Linked DNA regions of Zea mays: region 1 is linked to region 2. Evidence: chromatin contacts called from public Hi-C data. All regions are on one chromosome and are shown on one strand. The core of a region is the stretch at or near the end of the contact, and the rest is flanking DNA. Distances in the headings are between cores, read along the strand shown. Region 1 holds the start of LOC100193839. Region 2 has its middle 33 kb from the start of LOC100383583.

Region 1 (4,210 bases), core at 708-3,207, 370 kb after region 2:
CGGCTTCGTCAACACTGACCGTTCGGATTTGGTTTGCCGGCTGAATCGGTCCCTGTACGGCCTCAAGCAGGCGCCACGGGTATGGTACAGTCGCTTTGCCTCCTACCTGGCCTTCATCGGCTTTGTCGAGGCCAAGTCGGACACGTCCCTGTTCATCTACCGGCGCGACGATGACACCGTCTACCTCCTGCTCTACGTCGACGACATTGTGCTCACGGCATCCACCGCCGACCTTCTACACCGCACGATCGTCGCCCTTCAGCGGGAGTTCGCGATGAAGGACCTGGGGCCCCTACACCACTTCCTCGGCATCACCGCCGAGCGCCGGCCTCAGGGTCTCTTCCTCCACCAGCGCTAGTACGCCATCGACATCCTGAAGCGGGCTGGCATGTCTGACTGCAAGCCCTGCTCCACGCCTGTCGACACTCAGACGAAGCTCTCTGAGGACGACGGGCCTCCGGTCGCCGACACGACGTCATACCGGAGCCTCACCGGCGCGCTCCAGTACCTCACGTTCTCCAGGCCCGACATCGCTTACGCCGTCCAGCAGGTGTGCCTGCATATGCACACTCCGCGGGAGCCCCATCTCACTGCGCTCAAGCGGATTCTGCGCTACCTCCGCGGCTCCCTCGACTATGGCCTTCTACTCCGCCCATCCCCGACGTCGGAGCTCGTGGTCTACACCGACGCTGACTGGCTGGCTGTCCCAACACGCGCCGGTCCACCTCCGGTTACGCTGTGTTCCTGGGTGCCAACCTCGTCTCTTGGGCCGCCAAGCGGCAGCCCGTCGTCTCTCGCTCCAGCGCTGAGACCGAGTACCGTGCCGTGGCCAACGGTGTGGCAGAGGCCTCCTGGCTGCGCCAGCTCCTCCACGAGCTCCACAGTCCCCTCTAGCGCGCCACTCTCGTCTACTGCGACAACGTCAGTGCGGTCTACCTCTCTACCAACCCCGTGCAGCATCAGCGCACGAAGCACGTAGAGATCGACCTGCACTTTATCCGCGAGCGTGTCGCTACCGGTGACGTTCGGGTTCTCAGCGTCCCCACCACGCTGCAGTTCGCCGACATCTTCACCAAGGGGTTACCGTCGAGTGTATTTTTAGATTTTCGATCCAGTCTCAACATCTGTACATGATAGAGTTGTGACTGCGGGGGTGTTAGACTACCCATCTAGGGTTTGGGGTGTTTCCCTTGTAATTACCGTCTCACCCTCACTGTAATGGGCCTGACCCATTTACTAAGTCTATTAATACTACTCCCAACCCTGTTTATGGTTATGGGTTCGCATTCCAACAGAAAGAAAAATGATGAACTTGAGCTAAAAGGATGGTTTCAATTCATACCGGCTTATACTGCTTTTATAGTGTTTTGTCTCCATGTATTACAGTTAGAGTAGTTCAGACAACTAACTTTAATCCGAATCGAACATCCTAAAAATTGCTGGTAGAATTAGTTAGCTAATAAATAACTAATTAAGTATTAATTAATGGGAACATATCTGTTGCAAACCAACTCCTCCGTGCAATCGTGCAAACTTCTAATCTGGGCCACATGATGTTGATCCAAGGGACACAGGGGCGTGAATAATTTTACACTTAACCACCCGCTGCTAATCACATTTTTTCAGATCCCCTTCGCACTCCCCCACACGCCACCTTAGATCAACATCATGTGGTTCAGATTAAAAGTTTGCACGGTTGCACGGAGGGGTTGGTTTGCACCAGATACGTTCCCTTAGTTAATTTACTAATAAAATTAACTAATAGCTAAACTATTAGATAAAAATGTTTGGATGTCTTCAACTAATTTAGCGGCTAACTATTATTTCCATCAAAAAGATCTTAATAAATTGATACGGAGTATATTTGATATCTCGTTTAAGGAAATGTTGAAAAATGACTTTTGATTAATACACCTTGAATTAATTTAAAGAACTTGCTTTGGGAACTAGTGGCCCCGTGGTCAAAGAAACAACTTTCACCGTTACCTTCCCAGTTCCGTTCCCTCCCAAACCCTAACTCCCGAATCCCCTCGCTCTCCTCTAATGGCCGCCGATGCCGACGCAGCCGAGGTGGAGCGGCTTTACGAGCTCGGCGAGCGCCTCTCTTCCGCCAAGGACAAGTCCGAGGTGCTTCCCCGCTCTCCCAGATTTTGTTGAGGCCGGTCCGTGTTCAGGCTAGGGTTTTGAGTGACGTGGGGTTTTCGGTTTCGGAATTGCAGCTTGCGGCGGACTACGAGGCGATTATTGCAGCAGTGAAGGGGCAGAGTGTCAAGGCGAAGCAGCTCGCAGCGCAGCTCATCCCGAGGTTCTTCCGGAGCTTCCCTGCACTCGCCACCCGCGCCATGTCGGCCATGTTCGACCTCGTTGATATGGAGGAGCTCGCGGTATTTGCTCGCATCTCTCTAGATTTGGCGAGTTTATATGCTCGCATCTCTTCACTGTTGGCAGAGCGGCATGATTTGGCAAGTTATTCTGTGTAACCACCAGTTGAGAGCAAACCCACTAGCAGTTTATGTGATAGGTTGGTCCAATATTTTGAGTGAACTAAAAATAGCTGGATTGGGTTTCCATTGTGTTCAGGCAGCTTCATTTCGAAAACTATGTTTCTTAAAAAAAATTAGTCATTTGCTTATTGCACTGCACATTGTGTTTTTTCTGCCATTTATTACTCTATTCGTATGTGAGGAACACTTACAATAGCTCAAGAGTACATCTGTACATGCACAGAGAGTATAATATCTCTCTACCAAATCTATTCTTAACCAGCAAAATGATTATCCTGTTAATGTATTTTTGATAATTGGTATTTCAACCACTAATACAGGATTTGCTAGAAAGTGAAATTTAGGCTTGAACAATTTGGGAAACAAAAAGACCTTTTTATACCTGAGTTATTTTAATGGGGGACATCACAAGAAACACTGAATGGGTGATATTCACTTGTTTCACTGTTGATCATACGTGGCCAAACACTTCAATGCTGTATAAACAATTGCAATCTGTCATGTTATGCTTGTGATACATCAACTATTTGTTTCATGTTTGTCCTTGATTACTTCACATGACACTTACTCTTTTAAACAGTTGTTTTCAATATTTATTTGGCACTTCTTGAATAACATTACAAAAATAGATACACTGTTATTTGATTCTATATAGTGTTTCTTACATTTGTTTAATGAGAATAATCAACATGGTGTTTTTTATGTATATGTTCCAACAGATCAGAATACAAGCTATTCGGGGTTTTCCACTTCTTGGTAAAGATACTGAATTTGTGTCAAAAATTGCAGATGTTTTGGGACAACTCCTTACAAGCGGTATGGTCTTCCTATTTTACTTTGCTGCAATGATTATTGCATACGCACCTCTAATTTTTTGCCTACATTTCAGAGGAAAATGTGGAACGTGATGCTGTTCATAAAGCACTCATGTCCCTTATACGAGAAGATGTTAAAAGTAAGATTCCAATGCCCATCATTGATTGTTAATGATTATATGATTTGAATAGCTTACACTGTGAATCTATGCGAAATTTCCTCCAATTATTTAGGTAATCTGTCTTGTGATTAAAGATACTACATGTAGGGATACAAATGGGCTAGACCATGAACCCACATATAAGCTTAGTTTTGTGGATTGCCTAACTACAAGGCAGTGAAAACGAATGCTGTTTATTTTATTATAAAGTATAAAGTACTAGTTCTGTACTCAGTGTCTGTCCTTCAGATATTTCTTTTGCTTATTCCGTTAGTTAATGGCATTGAATTGAGGCATGTATGGATGACAACCATTCCTGGCCTTTCAAGCTATTCCTTTATTATATGTTATCACTGTTCAAGATATGGAGCTTGAACCTTCTATGTGTTACTAATAATAGGGGCTGAATTGGATGATAGTATTGAGGCCTATAGGGATACAAGAGGGAAACCCTAGACTAGGAGACTACACTAATACCCTTGACTGTTATACCGTAACACCCCTCTCAAATGCAACGTGAATGCAATGTTGATGTGTTTGGAGAGTTGACACTATGTAGTAAACTTGAAAAAGAAAAACAATACATTTATAATCGAAGATGGCGTCAGAGCGTGCAACTCTTTAAAAATGGCGATGTAGAAATTGATCTCAATAAGTGGGTATTGCCTTCACAACACATACTTCAGCAAATATCTTAAGTCTTCACAAACAGTACTTGAACTCTTAAACT
Region 2 (3,864 bases), core at 225-2,724:
TTCCGGTATGGTGTATTGTCCCGCTCATTCGTCATACGTGTCCCTGCAGCGAGTGTACAACTAATGTCTTCGTAGTAGTGCGCGATGGGTTCGTGGGTCAGTCTCATGGTGCGGCCGTGCATAGCGCGACTTTGCTTGTCGTCATGAGCCCTATATCACTTGGCGTGCGTAGGCATACACCCGGTATGGTGTATTTGTCGTGTCCTTTCTGGTATATGAGTCACTGTAGAAACTCCGGTGCTAAGGCCCCCATGACAGGGGTTGACTGGCCCCTCAAGGTAGTGGGGATACACTTGGGACCGTACGAGGGGGTGTACAGTTGTGTGGATAGTGACCTCCCAGCGTACATTCGGTGTGCCGCACGTATGTCCAGACGTGGCCTAGGGATGACACATCTTGTCCTTGCTGATGCGGGTCTGCAGTACTAGACTGGGACCTCCGCGCTCTCCGAGTTGCTCGGTCAGGGGTTGGTCAGCCACTCTGCCTCACCGAGTTGCTTAGTGGGGACCTGGTTGGCCGCTTTGCCTCGCTTGGTTACTCGACGGGGACTTGGTCGGCCGCTACGCCTCGCAAGGTTGCTCGACAGAGACCTGGTCCATCGCTCCGCTTCACAGGGTTGCTTGGCCAAGACCTGGTTGGCAGGTGGGCTGTTTTTAAAGAGGCCATGGGTGTATTTCGGGTACCCAGTTCCTGAGTATCCGACAGTAGCCCATGAGCCTTTGTGCAACTCTTTGGAGTTGCACGGAGACTTTGTTGTGGACTGAAATCTCAGGAGCGTGCAAGCGTATCTTCCAGATGTAGCCCTCGAGCAATACATGTGGATTGCTTGGCGGTTTATTTGGTATTCGCGCAGTTTAGGGGTAGACCCTCCCTGCGATGGTCGCGGCACACTGAGCGTGAGCCCATTCTTGTTGACCATCAAAATCTCGGGTGCACGCAAGCGCATCTGCTAGATATATGTAACACCCTAAATATGGTCTTGGAGATTCGGAAAGTGCTTCAAAAGATTTTTTCTAAAATGCTTTTAATAAGGATTTTATTAACCTTGTAATTACTTCCTTAAAATAACTAAATGGATTATTAAAATTCAGTTATTCAAAGTTAAACTTAGGTATTGAAAATTGGAAGTTGAATTTGAAATTAACTAGAATCTACAAAATCTGTAGTCATTCATATGGATGAATTATTTTTTTCTCATGGATCATATACTAGCAACGCAAAAAGGAATGAAATAATATAAATAATTTTTTATTCGTGCCGGAGTTTTGTTGGTGTATTTAAATGGAGTATGAATAAAAAACAAATTTAAATTCAACTTGAAATTTGAATTTAGAAACTAAAATGGAATAGAAATAAAAAATAGATAAAGGGAAGAAAACGGAACCTGGGCCAGCTCCTTATCCCCACGCTCTAACCAGCCCATAGCAATTACCCGCGCGAGCCCACTTTGCATGAACCTCAGCCCAGCTCACGCCTGGATGTGCTTGGCGCTGTTTGGTGGGACCCCACCGTCAGGATCTCACCCACCCATACCTTTCACTCCTATCACCAGCCGCGTGGGACCCACATTCCAGCCGCGTCTCCTTCGTCGTAGTCGGGATGCGAACAAACTCCTCTCGATTTCATTGGGATCTTCCGCATCTGCCCAGGATTCGTGGCAGCCATACCTCCCTGACCGAATTTTTTATATTTTAGCCCTTAAACAGAAATAAATTCACGTTTAGACCTAAAAAAATTTTAAATGCAGTTTTGGACCCTTAGCTCGGCGCCATAGGCTGTTCAGCTCGGCGCCACAGCCTATGGCGCCGAGCTGTGTGACCTGGAAGCCTGCGTGGCACCTAGCTCGGCGCCACAGATCTTGGCGCCGAGCTAGGAAATAACCGCCGCAGGCCACCTTTCTCCTTCCTCGCGCTCTCTGTTTCTTTTCACTGAAATCGCGCCCGCCCCCGCCTGAAATCGCCGCCGCCGCCGCCCGCCCGGCCTGCCCGCCCGCCCAGCTCCGGCGAGGGGGCCCAGCTCCGAGCTCCGCCGCCGGCAGCCCGGCCTGCCCGCCGCCCGCCCGGCCTGCCCGCCCGCCCTGCTCGCCACCGGCGGCCGCCGCGCCCCTGCTCGCCACCGCCCTGCTCGCCGCCGCCCGCCCTGCTCGCCACCGCCCCAGCCCGCCCCTTGCCGCCGGTAATTTTTTTTTAATTTCTTAGTTAGTAAACTGTTTATTGTTTAGTAAATAGTTAGTAAATAGTTAGTAATTTTGTTGTTAATGTTAATTGTTAGTAAATAGTTAGTAAAAAGTTAGTAAATAGTTAGTAAACTGTTTATTGTTTAGTAAATAGTTAGTAATTTTGTTGTTAGTGTTTATTAAAATAGTTAGCTAGTTTCTTGTTAGTGCTTAGCATATTGTTAGTGTTTAGTAAATTCGTAGTGATTTTATTAAAATAGTTAGCGCATTGATATTACATGTTTTCTGTGTTGGCAACCATCGTGTTGTCGTTTATTCGCAGGTTCTATAAACATCACTTTACAGGGGAGGTGCTGCCAAATTTTTTACTGACAATTGGTTTTTTTGTACGTAGGTGTTTGTCCGACTTAACCTTCTCCACCGTTAGCTGGACTCGTACGCGTTCAGGTATACATTGTTTTCGTACATTATTTATAGATTATGTAATTTCGTTTGATGTGTTCATTTAATATTTACTGTATAGTTATTAGTTAATATATATTTATTACTTAGTACGTTAGTAGGCTTAAGTATATAGCCATTATTGAGTTAGTAATCCATTTTTGCAATAGATGGACAGCCTAGTAACACTATACCATGGAGGAAGGGTGGAGATAGATGCTTATGGGAGTGTTACTTTTGATGGTATGAAGATCGTGACCATGTTGTTCGTTGAAAGACCATCTTTTGACAAGCTTTTGGCTCGAGCTTGTGAGGAGATTAGGTGGGACATAAACGACCCTAGAATATCAATGCAGAGTTTGTTGTCCCATATTACACATGGAACAGTTGTCCGACGGTTGATCTCCATTACTTCAGAAGATGATTGGGAGATATATTTAAGAATTGTGAAGACGATGGTTCCACCATGTTTGGATGTGGTTATTCAAAAGTTACCTGTTAGTCATTGCGAAGGTCCAGTCGGGTTATCTCCACAATTGCCAAATGCATCTCGTATTGAAGCTCCTTTGGTAGAGCTTCATGAAGAAGTCGTTGTTGTGCCCGATGCTCAATCGGGTCCGCACGAGTATGGGATTTCTCGTCCTATTCCTGGCGTTTGTGGGGCTTCTAATGCGGTGGTACCCCCCCAAGAGTATGATCCAGTTCACGATCATCCTAGTAAGTGTCTTCGACACATTGTTCGTATCCATCGTTATTTCGTTTGATTAGACTTTTTAATGTGGTTTTTCTTGCTACGACCCGATGCAGGATCTCCACATATCGATAATGCTGATGTTCAGATTGATGTGCCTGTGTCATATAATATGGACAACATATGCAGGGCATCCAATAGTGTTGATGTTCAGATTGAGGATGAGGAGGAGCCATATGAAGCTGCACGGGCCTTAGATTCTGATGATGACCGTCCGGTTCAAGAAATGACCGAGCAAGAAATTGAACTCATAAGACGTTTGTGTCCGGAGCGAGACCCTGCAGTACATGAATTTAGCAGTTTAAGTCATTCCACCCGTGTGTATGCTGAAGGACGTGACGATGAACTGCTAGAGGCTCCGGATAACGCCGACATCATTGAGATTAAGGTTGGCTTACTTTTCAAGGATCTGCCTACACTGAGACGATGGCTACAGGAATATTCTGTGAACCGGAAGAGGCCGTTCAAGGTGAGACATTCGTATGCACAGCGTCGT

The links. A called contact is a pair of places that touch in the nucleus more often than the background predicts.
Region 1: a contact with region 2 is called in a Hi-C map of leaf, with 5 times the contacts expected there. The contact joins the promoter of LOC100193839 here to the enhancer-like site in region 2. A contact is called at or near these places in 6 of 25 Hi-C or Micro-C datasets (bundle sheath, leaf and tassel).

Annotation. Positions count from the first base shown.
Region 1 is chr5:108,943,341-108,947,550 of Zm-B73-REFERENCE-NAM-5.0, forward strand. LOC100193839 reads left to right here and starts at 1,958. Exons shown (of 16, transcript NM_001367042.1): 1 at 1,958-2,127; 2 at 2,220-2,384; 3 at 3,224-3,320; 4 at 3,394-3,459. The coding sequence starts at 2,044.
Region 2 is chr5:108,573,512-108,577,375 of Zm-B73-REFERENCE-NAM-5.0, forward strand. No RefSeq gene overlaps it. Among protein-coding and RNA genes, the nearest start is that of LOC100383583, 33 kb to the left of the region's middle. Within about 2 kb of position 1,475, at least 17 of the 20 cell types and tissues checked have an H3K27ac peak or open chromatin away from gene starts, as enhancers often do. A contact at or near this core is called in bundle sheath, leaf and tassel, where this site is marked.